2 separate regions of the Zea mays genome follow, and region 1 is linked to region 2. Evidence: chromatin contacts called from public Hi-C data. All regions are on one chromosome and are shown on one strand. Each heading gives the region's core, a stretch centred on a gene start, on an enhancer-like site or on the middle of the called end of the contact. The rest is flanking DNA. Distances are from core to core; before and after follow the strand shown.

Region 1 (6,833 bases), core at 2,075-4,574, 180 kb before region 2:
AAAAAAGTTCATTACTAACATAGTGCTACAATAGTGTTACAAGCTCTAACACCTGAACACTGGGTGGAACAAAAGAACAACTTCAAAGTGCAAACACAACATCCTGACAAAAAGATGTGCCAAAGATGCAATACATTCATAATGCAATTGTCATTGTCACTTGTAGAAATTGTAGGCTAAAGGTTTTGCAGATCTCAATTGATATAATATGTGATTACTTATTATAACTCAAAAGGTCAAAAGGAACAGGATAGATAACTACTGTTAATTTTTCTACTTTTCGATCCTATTCCATATTCCACACATGTTTCATAAGATTAATTAATCTATATCTATATCACTAAAAGAGTGAAACTGAATTCCTAAAAGAGTGCTTCCAAATTATGAAACTGAATTCTTAAAATAGTGCTTCCAAGAGAAATGCATCTGTTCCTAAATATCATCCCTCTATTCCTCTCTTTCTAAAACAGGCCAATGTAGCCTCGGTTGGGCCTTGGTGGATGCCAAGGCCGATGCCTGTACTGGCACCCTATGAAGGCGTCCACAACACTGCACCACCGTAATAATAACGATTCTATATTTTGTTCATCCTAATACTAAAAAAATATAACACAGAAGCAAACATAGTGCTATTTTATGCTTTCCTAATATTACGTACTCCCTCCATCCCAAAATATAATTAATTTTAGGTTAAATATATATTCATTAATTAATCTATGAATGTAGTATGTATATATGTCTATATACATTATTATTATTTGAATGTGGACGAAAAAAAAGAGGGCTAAAAAGAATATATTTTGGGACGGAGGGAGTAGATCCTATCTTTATGCAACTAAATTAAGTCAGTTTTGGCAATTTAGTTAGTGCGATACAGTTGGCATGCATAAACATACTGAAATAAAGACGTACCACTTACATGAGAAACATCACATTGGTAAGCTCTGGGACGATTGTAGATGCCAAACTAATCATTCTTGAACCAAAATTGGATCACCACAAGTTGTGTCTTCGTTGCACTCTTTTTGTGCTTCCGAAATAGTAAGTTGCACCATTTGTTGCATTTCAATCGACTGATGGAGCACCACATCGTTGGAGACAAATGTCTGAACTGTTCCACCTACCTCTATCCAACTACAACCAGGAACCTTGCTGCCACACCTATGTCTCATCACACTTCTTACTTCTGCAAGCTCGTTCCAAGCTCCTGCAGCAGCAAATGCGTTAGACATAAGCAGATAATTTACTGCCTCACTTGGTTCCAGGCATAAAAGCCTATCGGCAGCCCACTTTGCCAACTCAATTTTGCCCCGCAGCTTACAGGCACCAAGGAAAGCTCCAACGATATCAGCATTGTTCTCGCAAGAAAGCTTGATAACAATGTTGTAAGCATCTTGAATCCTACCAGCTCTCCCCAAGAGATCAACCAGACAAGCAAGGTGCTGTGAATTTGGATCGATGTTGTAGCCCCTCGCCATCATAAGGAAATAGTGCAGGCCTTCTTCAACGAGCCCGGCATGGCTGCAGGCAGAAAGAACCCCAAGGAAGGCGACGCTGTCAGGCTGTACGCCTTGTTGGAGCATTCTCTCAAACACATGAACTGCATCCTTGCATAGTCCAAGGTACGCCAAAGACGAAACCATACAGGACCACGTAACTACATCTGGGTCGCAGATCATAGCAAACATTTGCCCCGCCTCTCGAGCAAAACCGGTCTTGCCGTACGCTGTGATAACAGCATTGGCCACCTGCAGAAACCTGTGAAACCCCCTCTTTATGGCATAAGCATGAACCTGAGTAGCCTCGTTTGCTGCCGCCACGCTGGCGCACGAGCTTAGCACACTGGCAAGCGTGAGCTCATCCGGGCAGCAGCTCCCGTCTCTCAGCATCCACCGGAACAGCTCAACAGCGTCCTTGCCTCCACCAACCCGACCATAGCAGACTACGATCGCGTTCCATGAGACGACGTTCCTGACCGCCATAGCGTCGAACACCCAGCGCGCCTCGTCAACCCGGCCGCACTTGGCGTACATGTCGAGCAGCGCGGTGGCAACCACCACGTCTGCGAGGAGACCCAGCCTGAGCACGAGGCTGTGCGCCAGGGCTCCCATCCTGAGCAGCAGCCCGTCATCGACGGCGCCGGCGGTTGGGTGGCGGCCACGGCGCGGCGGCGGACGGAGCAGGGCGCTGAAGGTGAACCCGTCGGGGGCGATCCCGGAGCGCCGCGCGGCGGCAAAGAGCGCCCAGGCCTCGCGCGCGAGACCGTGGGAGGCATAGCAGGAGACCATGGCGTTGTAGAGGACCAGGTCCCTGCGCGGCGCTTCGTCGAACACGCGGCGTGCGTGCGCGACGAGGCCCCACCGCGCGTACGCCACGGCCAGCGCGGTCGCCACGCGAGCCTCCGAGGCGCGCCCGGACTTGAGCGCCAGCGGGTGGAGCGTCTGTGCTGCGCGAGCGCCGCCGGAGACGGAGATGGAGCTGGCGCGGAGTAACAGGGCAACGAGATCGTGCCGCATCTCATTCCAGAGCTGACAGGGAAGCGGGAGATGGCCTCATCGGTCATCTCCACTGCCCCCTGCTGCAGGACAAAGACGTGGAGCCGCCCGAGCTGGCGAGCGAGGCCAGAACGGCGTGCAGACGAGAGCAATGCGCTCCATTCTATCATCACACAGCGCCCAAGCCGCCGATCAACATGATAATCGACAGGTGACGAGGGGCCTTTTTATGCTGGGTGCAGAATCTCTAACTTCAGCGGCACCCTACAATCGTAGAGGTTATCCCTTAAATTTGAAGGTAGGTCCTTCTGTTTCTAAATAAAGTGTTCTCTTTTTTTTCGTCTAATTTTTTTATACACTAAGCTTCGAATTGAACACAGAATTAACATGTATGTACTATTTTAGACCATTACAAAATACATATGTAAAAATCTATTTTTTTATACACTAAGCTTCGAATTGAACACAGAATTAACATGTACTACTTTAGACCATGACAAAATACATATGTAAAAAATTTAATTCAAAATACATTAGAGATATGATGCAAAGTTTAGAACCTAGAAAAATGAAATGTGACAAACCATACACCACTAGAGTTTTTTTAGAAAAAAATGAAAATTTTTGCAGTTTTCAAACTAGAATCAAAACGAATTACAAAACGCTTAGAACCAAAAACGAAAATATTTGTGTTTTGTTTTGAAGTCGGGATCAGACGGTAAATCATTGGGGTGCCTGTTGTCGTAACAGGCGTAGTTGGGGCAGACACCCCTCTCGCATAGCAGTTGCGAGATCATACCGCTCATCATGTCCCTTTAACTGCCTGAAGGATCATGGTTTGTGCCTGTGGCATTCCGGACCTCTATAATGCAGCCGTTGGTGTGCACCCTACTGCGTTCCGTCGATGTGGTACTAAAATGCTCGCCTCCCACTGTGGTGATACTACTAGCAGGCAGCAGCCGCGCAGCCTGGTAGTGCGAATTGTACGCGAGCTCGCCGCTGGGCCATGGACCGACCAGGCCTATTTAAATGGGCCGAGAATTGTACTCAGTCACATTCCCGTCCGTCAGTTTCGCATGGCGCAAGCGAGAAAAGGAATCTTCATCTCCCTCACGAGTCACGAGTTACTACCGTATGGACCAAAGCTTGTTTGCAACCTCGCATCTCCCTGAATTTCTCTGCTTAATACGTGTGTTGGTCAGTAGGCACATCTTTCTGTGTCCAAATAACAATTTAACTGATGCAATCCATACCAAGGGCACTGTTTGCTTCAGAGTAGGAAGTTGTTAGGCTACATGGTAAGCCTGCTAATGACAAAAAAAAACACCGTTTTGCATCGTTTTATATTGTCTGTTTATATAGTGTAGTTTGAATATAGGTATAGGTAAGCTGTTGGAGATGGTTTAAGGGAGGTGTTTGGTTTGATGAATCACTTAATCCAAGATGAAGTTGTTCATCATAAGTCTATTCCTCAAATTTAGTGGTATGACATTATTTCTCGTGTTAGTACTAACTATTATGAATGAGATGATGATGGATCAATCAATTCTATTCCACGAACCAAACAAAAAATAAGTAGTGAAAAGATGATGAACTAACTTATTCCTCAAACTAAACATCTTATAAATATTTACAAGATACCTTTGCAATTACTTCTCTCCTACTTTCACTGCACAATATACAATTACTATCGTCACCCTTTCCAAATAGATGAAGCGTTCTAATTGTCGGTGTAGCTACCTCACTAGTTGGATTTTGAATGATACTAGAACATAAGACGTGCTTACGGGGGCCCTATCAGAACACGAAAAATTCAGACATGTTTTGTAATAATGCAAACAAATATCACTAAAAATGGTAACGATCTTTTGTACAACATATTTGCGATGAACAACAGCTAGGCTTAAAAGGCGAATCATCCTCAATTATCATTCAGCTCCGATGCCCATTTGCGGTCTACTTCACAGTACAACACATGTTCTGTTTGTAATGGGCTTTTTTTTATATACAGCTGTGACAACCTATTTTTGATGATAGGTAATTGCTTGTGAAAATGAACCACCAGCTCACGCATAATATTAGTTAATACTCCCTACGTCTACAATGTTAGTCATTCTAGGAGTCAAACATTTTAACTTTGAACATATTTTTATAAGAAAATTTTAATAATTATAATACATAATTAGTTTTATTAGCTAGATCTTTGAATTTATTTTTATTGTAAAATTATTCGAAGATATAAATGTTGCTAATATATTCTATAAATCTAGTCATAGTGTGACCGGCACGAATACTGTAATACCCTTGTGGATAACTGTGGGGGACAGATATCCCCGGATCCACTAGGAAGCGAAAGACCCTTGCATGGGGCCACAGACCAGTTAACCCGCAAGGTCGTCTCGTCGTGGACCGGACAAAGACGCAAGAGAAATGGACCGACCCAAGAAGGCAACGGGCCCGTGCCCGGATCGTCCGTGGATTACGTACAATCTCAAGGAACCGTCTGTTTTTCCCGCGCTCGGCGTCCTCGAACGTCGGGGATAGATCGGGACGGAGTCGGCGGGTTTTCATTAAGATAAGCTAAGTTAGTGTCACACTCGGGTTTCAGGACATCAAGACTCGGTCGCGAACATATTCACAAGGTGTGCTGGGACCAAGTCTCACACATACGATGAATCATGGTGCAGGAACGAATGTCACATCTTTACTATATAATAGGAGTTATGTACAAAATAAATAAATATTTAAATTATATGAAGACAACGATCCAGTAACCCAAAGTTGACTGGGAGACGATGGCCTATACCTCTCACGAACACATCGCAGCATCCTCCATGCGCCTCATCCTGTGGTACCTGTTCTTGACCTATGGGGGTGTGAGACGGCAAGGGTGGGCTCACATATGTTCATCGCTCAACAAGTTGTGGGGGAATAATGTGCATGAACTCACCAAATGTGGGAGTTCATGTGAAGTGTAAGGCTGGTCAATAATAGGGGTTAAAGCTGAGCATTGCTTTTAATAAGTTGGTCAAATTTTATTAGCGGTTACTAAATGTAAGTAAATATCAAATCATAGTAATAATAGAACAAAATTAATAATAAATCTCATACAATGCAAATGACAAATTGAGTTTAGTTCCATTATTTAATCATGCGAGAGTCCTGAGCTGCTCATGACCGCGAGCACGGCTAGTATACCAGTTTTACACTCTGCAGAGGTGGTACCCTTTACCCACAAGTCGTGTATCCCATGTCGCCAGGGTTTGCAAGGCCCTTAGACACTTCCAATGTGAATGGCTAGGGATCCACTACGAGGCATTTACAAAGTTCCACTAGCTTCCGAAAACCCGCTACAGTTTCTAGGAAGAGCAATGTAGGAATCCCTCGTCTGACCACCATCACAATAAAATCAACCCGAGAACCTCCCTACACGCCTACTCTCCTATTGCCCTAGCCCCTTTCGGGTAAGGTAGTCACCTCCGGCGCCAAGATGACGAACTGGTCACTGTTGTCGATCCTCCATTGTGTCACCTCCGGCGCCAAGATGACGCCACAATCCTCGATATAGTAGTCATCGAACGCACGCGACATGACAAGTACCGATGACTCTTGGTTGGGCTGCCAAACGAAGTGCACCCTGGGCTTATCAGCGAGGTATTACCCCTGCCCGTTGCACCACCGGATGCGCTATTCCACTACATACATCATGTTCGAGGACACTCACACAATGTCAGCAACATCCATCGTCCCAACGCACGAAAATTCATGTCCGGTCAGTACCGACTTACGTGGCAGGTTGGGCTTCAGGTGGACGATGAGCTGGACGGCGTGATGGCGTCGTCGTCGGATGCGGTGTCCAGAACAACCCGAGAGTCGTCGACGTTGGCGACAACCATGAGGCCCCCTGTTTAACGATGGACAGCGCGGTGCAGCTGCTCTAGACCGCGTCCAAGCGGTGGCTTCGCGGGAGCTTGTCATACACAGCAGCGCATGCGACCACGTAAGACTGCTTTTAAAGGTCGAACTGATAGTCGCCAAGCTTCTTCTCGTCATCGATGAGCGACGACAACGCGAGTGCCTCCTGCTCATGGAGTTTGTTCGGGGTTTGAAGTAGGAAACATGAATTCATGCTTGGCGTTGGTTTATGAAAATGACTCACAAGTCTGATCCATGGAAAAAAATATTACGAAGAAAAAATTTCACACATGCAAAAAAAGGAATTTAAGTATAATGCATTATTCAAACAAAAGAAATAGCATGCAAAACTCTTCTTTAAATAATATTACCTCCATCCAAAAATATAATTCAAGAATATCAGTGATACTTATCTACTACTAC
Region 2 (7,444 bases), core at 1,984-4,483:
GAACGTCGGTGGCTTGTGGCTCATGAACTCCCGGTGTTTGTCCCGGGGTGGAACTGGTGGTGGTGGAGGTATTGGTGCTTGCTGCTGTCGCACCATTCTTTCTTGACACATCTCCTCTCTCATCTCTTGTCTCTCCTGGCGCATCTCTTGACACTCCTGCGTCATCTGTGCCTACATATCCGTCATCGTATTCGCCATCTGTTGCAGCATCTGCATCTGAGCTGCAACCACTGGATCAGTCCCAACCGGTGGAGGATTCGGTGGATCCATTTATGCTTGTTGTTGTCTAAGCACCCTCCGGTTGAATGGGTTGGCAGGTAGATCAATTCCACCTCCTTACCTGGTATTGACCATCTGAGTTAGAAATACATGGTAACAAAGAATTATAGACAAGACGAGTAATTAAGAGACATGTTACTTTGGGGGGGGGGGTTTATTAACTAAGTAGATTAGTGTGTCACCTACTAAATCTATTACATTACCTTATGGTGGTACATGCTAAGATGACCGACTATACCATTTCAAGCAATCAAAGAAGCAAATCAGGCATTTATCATCAGAACAATCAACCAACATTTTAAATAGAGAAAATAATTTTAATTTTGTCTTAGGTCTCCTATCTCTTTAGAGGGTCATAAATGTAGGATTCCAAAGTGTGAAATCCTCCTTGTCTTAAAATAGAAAAGGTAAGAGTAATCAGAGTAGAATAGTAGAAGGTGAGACAGGATCAAGATAAGTATAGAAAGAATCAGAGTAAGGTAAGTAGGTAAGGGTTTTTTCCAGTTCTATCTAGGTTTTGTCCTACAGTCAACATTCCTTTGATACCACTTCTGTCACACCCAGATTTAAGGGATAAAGTTGGGTGCGTCTCATATGTGCGCCAAAGAAGAACATCACATATAATGACAAAGTGTATAGAGATAAATGTCATAAATAACATAAATGTCATTATTACATAGCGGAAGTCTTACAAAAAAATAAATGATAATAATAAAGTGAGCTAAGTATTATTCCTTGGCGCCACAAAGCTGACTGGGAGACACCACCTAGATCAACTCATACTCCTCATTGTATAGCTCCTCCTGGACCACCTGTTCTTCTCCTGTGGGGGTTTATATATCGCAAGGGTGAGCTCACAAAAGATCATAGCTCAACAAGTTGTGGGGAATAATGTGCATGAACGCACAAAGGTGGGAGTTCATGTGAAGTGCAAGGCTGATCAATAATAGGGGTTAAAGCTGAGCATTGCTTTTAATAAGTTGGTCAAATTTTATTTGCAGTTACTAAATGTAAGTAAATACCAAACTATAATAATAATAGATCAAAAATAATAATAAATCCCAATGTGATGCAAATGACAAATTGAATTTAATAACATAATTTAATCATGCGAGAGTCCTGAGCTGCTCATGACCGCGAGCACGGCTAGTATACCAGTTTTACACTCTGCAGAGGTTGTACCTTGTACCCACAAGTCGTGTATCCCATGTCACCAGGGTTAGCCAGACCCTTAGATACTACCGAGGTGAATGGCTAGGGATCCACTATGAGGCCTTTACAATGTTCCACTAGCTTCAGAAAACCTGCTACAGTTTCTAGGAAGAGCAATGCAGGAATCCCCCGTCTGACCGCCATCGCAGCAAAATCAATCCGGGAACCTCCCTACACGCCTACTGCCCTACTGCCCTTACCCCTATCGGGTAAGGTAGTCCTCCACTAGCTTTCCTAGTTAGTCAGCCAAGGGTGTCCCATTCCACCCTTGTGGTGGCACATATTTCTCAAGTTAAGCTCGATGTTCCAATTAACATAGTAGTCTTATCATGAACAGAAATAGGATAATAATAAAGAATAATCATGTGTAATAGTTATCTCAACACCCAAAACCATGTATAGCAATAGCAAATTCTTACCCAAAAATTCAGGGATAAACAAGGTGAAAAGATAACCAGACTAAGGTGACCTATTGGATCTCATCAAAATTAAGCCTATGCATGAATAAATTATTATAAAGAACATTATTGGATAAGTAAAAGTTGTCAAGGGCACAACTTTCCTTCAATGAGCTCCTCCTCAGCAACTTCTACATGCTGAACAACAGGATCCTCGGCCACTGGCTCTTCTACACGCCACAATACAAACAAACATGGTACAAGGATAAATTAACATCACACCAAACATGAATACATAATACATAATAATAATCTACATGTTGTAACGAGATCGTAGGAAAAAGAATCACTAAATTAGGAGTTACAGTTATTTAGTTATGAATTTCTAAAGTTATTAAGTGCCTAGTGTGGAATAACTTAAGTGAATAATTTTAATCTGATTTTCATGGCTAAATAGAGTTACTAGGTGATTAACAATATTAAAACAAAATTAATGCCACTGGAATGGATCAATTTGGAGTTGGAATGAATTTAATACGAATTATACAAGTTTCTAGAATTATTTTTGTATTAAAAATCGATTTCTATAATTATTATCTAATTCCTCTGGTCTCTGAACTGCGCACCAAAAACAGAGAAGTCCAAGGGCTATCGCGAAAGAATCCCAAGACTCATCTACACCCGGGGATGGACTGCGGGTTGTTTTCTGATAACTTCAGGGGTTCTTTTGCAAGAAATGCACGACCAAAGGGTATCGGACTATCTGGACCACGTGATCTGTTTTGGACAATCGCGATTAGATCTATATCGTGCTGAACCAGTACGCAACGATCGTCATTTGATCCTAGTCCAACGCTTCGGATTTAACTACCCACATATCAACTCTTGTCCGCCAGATTTGAATCGGACGACACACGCCGCATCTGATGGAAACGTTATTCCTCGTCTAATCTGGGTTGTAGATCTTACGATTGACGATCCTGCCGCATCTCCTGCCTCGTCGCACAACAACGGCTGTGGCTGTGGCTGTGGCCGCATCACCTGACAACTCTGCACTCTCGATTCTCTCTTGATTCGGCTGTGGCTGCATGATAGGAGGTCGCAGTTATGGAGGAGGGGTCGCCCGGGGGCCCGGATGCGTCATATAGGGGGGTAGCACCCGAGATTACGCAATGGCGCGCATGCCCGTGCCATGCCCCCACCATTGTCGGCGAGGTGGTTGGGCGGTTAGTGCGAGCTGGGTTTGCAGCACGGGAGTGAGACTGACGAAACGACCCTAGCCCACAGTGAGATGAGTGCGCCCAAGCCCAAGCTGCGGCTGACCCGTGGGTCCCACACCGTGGAGACCGGAGGTGCTCGGAGTGCACGGAGACCGACACCCAGGACCCACACGTCGGCACCATCTCCCGCACTAGGCCGCGCGCGTTGCGACGTCTTCCTGGGTCGAAAGTGGTACCGCGGCCCAACCTAGGTCTCCTCTCCTTTCTCTTTTTCTTTTAGAATTCCTGATTTCTTTTCCTTTTCATTTTCTTGATTTCGAATTTAAATTTGAATTTTGTCATGAGCCTCACATTTGAGCTAAGTATCCAAGTTTAAATCCTAGTGTAAGAAGGATATATTTATCTACTTATTTTTATTTGTATAGTATTTTCTTTTGCCTCTTTTCCTTGTTATTTCCCATTCTTAAATATTCAAAATAGGTGTTAGATCCTCAATTTGGTACATTAATTTATCTCCATTAATGGGATTACTATTTTTACCAAATACACATACAAACAAAAGCCAACATGATGCATAAATTAGTAATGTGTCATTTGTTAATTATTTTCTTTTAAATATGGTGTTCACATGTGTTAAGGAGTGGAAGCCAAAACTTAAATAGATCAATCACTATTTTCATTACTTACAATTTGGGTATTACAAAATCCAACTACACCCCCAGGTTCATCTAATTATTTAGCTAAGGGTGTCCCATTCCACCCTCATGGTTGCTGTTATCCCGGGTGGTCACTCAACGAACAGGTCCTTATGGAGAGGTACTCAGGAAAATGGCCTGAGTCCCCTAAAATATCACAAGATCATCATCAGGATAACATCATCATATCATAAATATTTACATCATGTTCATTGATTAAGTTAAAGCAATAGCATAAAGCTAACCATGATAACCCAAAAGGTAAGCAAGGACAAGATAAATATAGACTAGTCAATCCTTAGGTTTCAATAATGTAGTGTGGGACAATGAATTATAAAATAAGTAGGACATAGTAGGTCAGAGGACACTTGCCTTCACCAGGTTATTGCTCAGGAAGATCTTCGGCAACACACTCAGGAACCACGAGTTGCTCGTCGTCTAAATAAAGCGATCATACATTCAATACATTTGGAAAATGACAAATGAACAACACACCAAACATGTGCAAACAATGGAACACATCTCAAAAGGAAAAGTATAAACTCAAAAGGGAGTTTAAGATATAAGGTGAACTAATCACATTCTGTAGTTTGTTATTCTCTAAGTGGTGTCTATCTCCGTGATTACATAATCTGATTCTACTCATTTTAATGAGACATAAAAGTTAAACCTGGGATAAATTCATATACTACATAGTATTAATCTCACAAGATTAAATATCCATTTACCACTAGGGTTTTCCTTTTTATTTATCTTATTAAACAAATAAAATATCACATAAACTAACCTATAGCCTAGGCATAAAATTAGAATGCACAGACATAGGATGAATATAATTTATTTGAACAGAGAATATTCTTATGAACATTTTGCAATTTGAATCACTAAATTTGGAGTTCATATGAAAAGATATGAAATAAACAAGTTTTGAAGTTTGAAATACAAAATTAGGTCCAAATCTGTGATTATTTAAAAGGTCGGGGGTCTATTTATAAGAATCCAGGGGCATGCGCGCAAAACCCAAGGACGATGTGTTGATTCTCGGAAAACCGAGGGTCTCTTTAGCAAATTTACACGCGAAGAGGTATCGGGAAACCTCGACCGCTCGATCACAAACGAACGACAGAGATCGGACCCGCGGACGAGCGCGCGCGCGGATGGGCGAGTGCGGCTGAAAGGTGGGGCAGGGAAGTGTTGAGGCACTAACGCGCTGGGCCCACGGGTCAGCAGTGTGCTGAGAGCGTGGGACACTCTGGCCGCAAGATCACCGATCAACGGTTCTAGCTCCATGGACCACATGAACCGTTATCCGCGCATCTGGCCCATCCAATCAAGAGTGGACGGTTCGGATCAGACGCTAGGGGCTTTGTCTTCTCCGACCGGCCAGGGGAGGCGCCATACACGCCCGCGGTGGCGCAGCTGCTAGCGGCGAAGTAGACTGGGGCTCCTAGGGTGCAAGGGGTCGGTCCGGGTTGCTAGAAAAGTTGGGGAGGACCCGGCGAATTCGGTGGCGGGATCGGGGTAGCAGGAAAGGGGGTGAGGAAACTGGATGACGGAGGGGAATTCCTCGACGGACCGAGGAATGCTCCGGCGAGCAATCGCGGGCGAGTAAGTGCAAGACAGGAGGAATTAGGGGCGGGGTTAGGTTGGTTACCTTGAGGAGAGATTCTGGAACCCTTGAACGGTGGCGGGGACACGACGAGGGCTTAGGTCGACGGCGGTGACTCTCCGGCTGTGTGAGGAATGCTTCGGTGAGCGTGGCCCAGGCGAACCAGAGGGGGAGGAGGCGAACCAAAGGGCATCCCAGATTGTGAGGGATAAGGCGAAGCTTACCGAGGCAACGGATACGGCAAGGGCTCGACTGTGACCGCAGAACAAGCGCGAGACCACGGCGAGTGGCGGCGGAACTCCCTAGGCACGTGCGCAGAGCAAGAGAGAGGGCGAGGTTGCTTGGCTGAGGGCGCAACTGAGCGGGGAAGGGCGAGTGAACGAGGGCGGGGTCCAGAAAAGGCTCGGGCGCGTGGGTCATTGCCAGGAAACGCACGGACATGGGCGCGTCCACGGTGCGGAGCGCGGGCGGTTCGAAGGGGAAAGGTCCGACAGACGGGACCCACCGGTCAGCAAGAGTGGACGAGTAAACGGGTGGCCGGGCTGACGAGCGGGGCCCACGGGACAGTGAGGGAAGGGACGAGCACGCGGAAGAGATCGGCGCCGACAAGTCGGCCCCTCAAGCAGCGAGAGGGAGAGAGAGCGCGGGGGGGGGGGGGGGGGAGAAACCGCTGCTGACAGGTGGAGCCCCACCTGACAGGCGACGCGGGCGCCCGCACGCGCTGCCCCACTGGGCTGGACTAGGTCGGTTTGGGCTGAAATGGTTTTTCTTTTTCCAAGGAATTTCTATTGCCTTTTCTTTTTATTTTCTCTAGGGTTTTCAATTCAAATTCAAACCAAGTTTCAAATTCAAATCAAATCAAACATGTGCATCAATTCAAAGAGTATTTTGGGCTCAGCATGATGCAACAATTCATGACTCATAAGTTTTGACAAAAATAAATAATTAATCCCTCACCAATTAAGCTACATCTACTCAAAAGAAAGAGAGAGAGAGACTAGAGAGAGGTAAAGGGTAACACCTGAATTTGGTAGATATTTAGAAAGAAATTTTATACCCCCAAATTTAGGGTGTTACTAACATATCCCCCTTAAAAAGAATCTCACCCTCGAGATTCAGGGTTGGCTAGCAAAGAGTTCAGGGTACTTGGCTTTTAGATCATCTTCTCCTTCCCAGGTTGCTTCTTCTTCTGAGTGATGGCCCCATTTGACTTTGCACATATCTGATGGTGCTTCTTCGAGTGACCCAGTCTGCTATCTCTAGAATCTGAGTTGGCTTCTCAATATATGTCAGATCTTCTTGAACTTCAAGGTCCTCTGTTGGCACTCCCAAGCATTTCTTCAGCTGAGACACATGGAACACATCATGCATAGCTGACATACTTTCTGGTAAGCTGAGTTGATATGCTACCTCTCCATGTCTTGCTTGGATCTGTTACGGCCTGATGTATCGAGGTGCTATTTTGCCCTTGACTCCAAACCTTTTGATTCCTCTGACGGGTGACAGTTTCAAGTAGACATAATCTCCCACTTCAAAACTCAATTCTCTTCTTCAGGTGTCAGCATAGCTTCGCTGTCTGGACTGCGATGTCTTCAGATTCTCTCGAACCATTGTGATGTTCTCTTCAGCCTCCAGCAGAATATCTAGATCGAACACCTGCCTTTCGTCGGGTTGGTCCCAATGCAACAGAGTTCTGCAATTCCTCCCATAGAGTGCTTGGAATGGGGACATCTATAGACTGTCCTGATAGTTGTTGTTGTAGGAGAATTCTGCATACGGTGGCCTCTTGTCCCAACCTAACTTCTCTTGCAATGCACAAGCTCTCATCATGTCTTCAAGAATCTGGCTGGTTCTCTCTGTCTAACCATCTGTCTGTCGGTGATAAGTTGAACTGAACATCAAGTGTGTGCCTAAAGCTTCATGTAGCTGCTGCCAAAAATGAGAAGTGAACTGGGTGCCTCTATCTAATACTATCTTCTTTGGAACGCCATGCAAGCATATAATCCAGGACATATATAGTTCTGCCAACAC

What was found. Hi-C and Micro-C count contacts between places; a contact is called where the count stands out from the background.
Region 1: a contact with region 2 is called in a Hi-C map of ear, with 2.0 times the contacts expected there. The contact joins the promoter of LOC103629159 here to the enhancer-like site in region 2. A contact is called at or near these places in 5 of 25 Hi-C or Micro-C datasets (bundle sheath, ear, endosperm and 1 more).

Annotation. Positions count from the first base shown.
Region 1 is chr6:31,013,958-31,020,790 of Zm-B73-REFERENCE-NAM-5.0, reverse strand. It overlaps LOC103629159 (pentatricopeptide repeat-containing protein At2g46050, mitochondrial), which reads right to left and starts at 3,324. Exons shown (of 2, transcript XM_008650335.2): 1 at 913-3,324. The coding sequence starts at 2,516. The coding sequence ends at 972. LOC111589609 (small nucleolar RNA Z279/snoR105/snoR108) reads right to left here and starts at 3,309; the gene lies at 3,203-3,309.
Region 2 is chr6:30,838,195-30,845,638 of Zm-B73-REFERENCE-NAM-5.0, reverse strand. No RefSeq gene overlaps it. Among protein-coding and RNA genes, the nearest start is that of LOC103630929, 30 kb to the right of the region's middle. Within about 2 kb of position 3,233, at least 16 of the 20 cell types and tissues checked have an H3K27ac peak or open chromatin away from gene starts, as enhancers often do. A contact at or near this core is called in bundle sheath, ear and leaf, where this site is marked.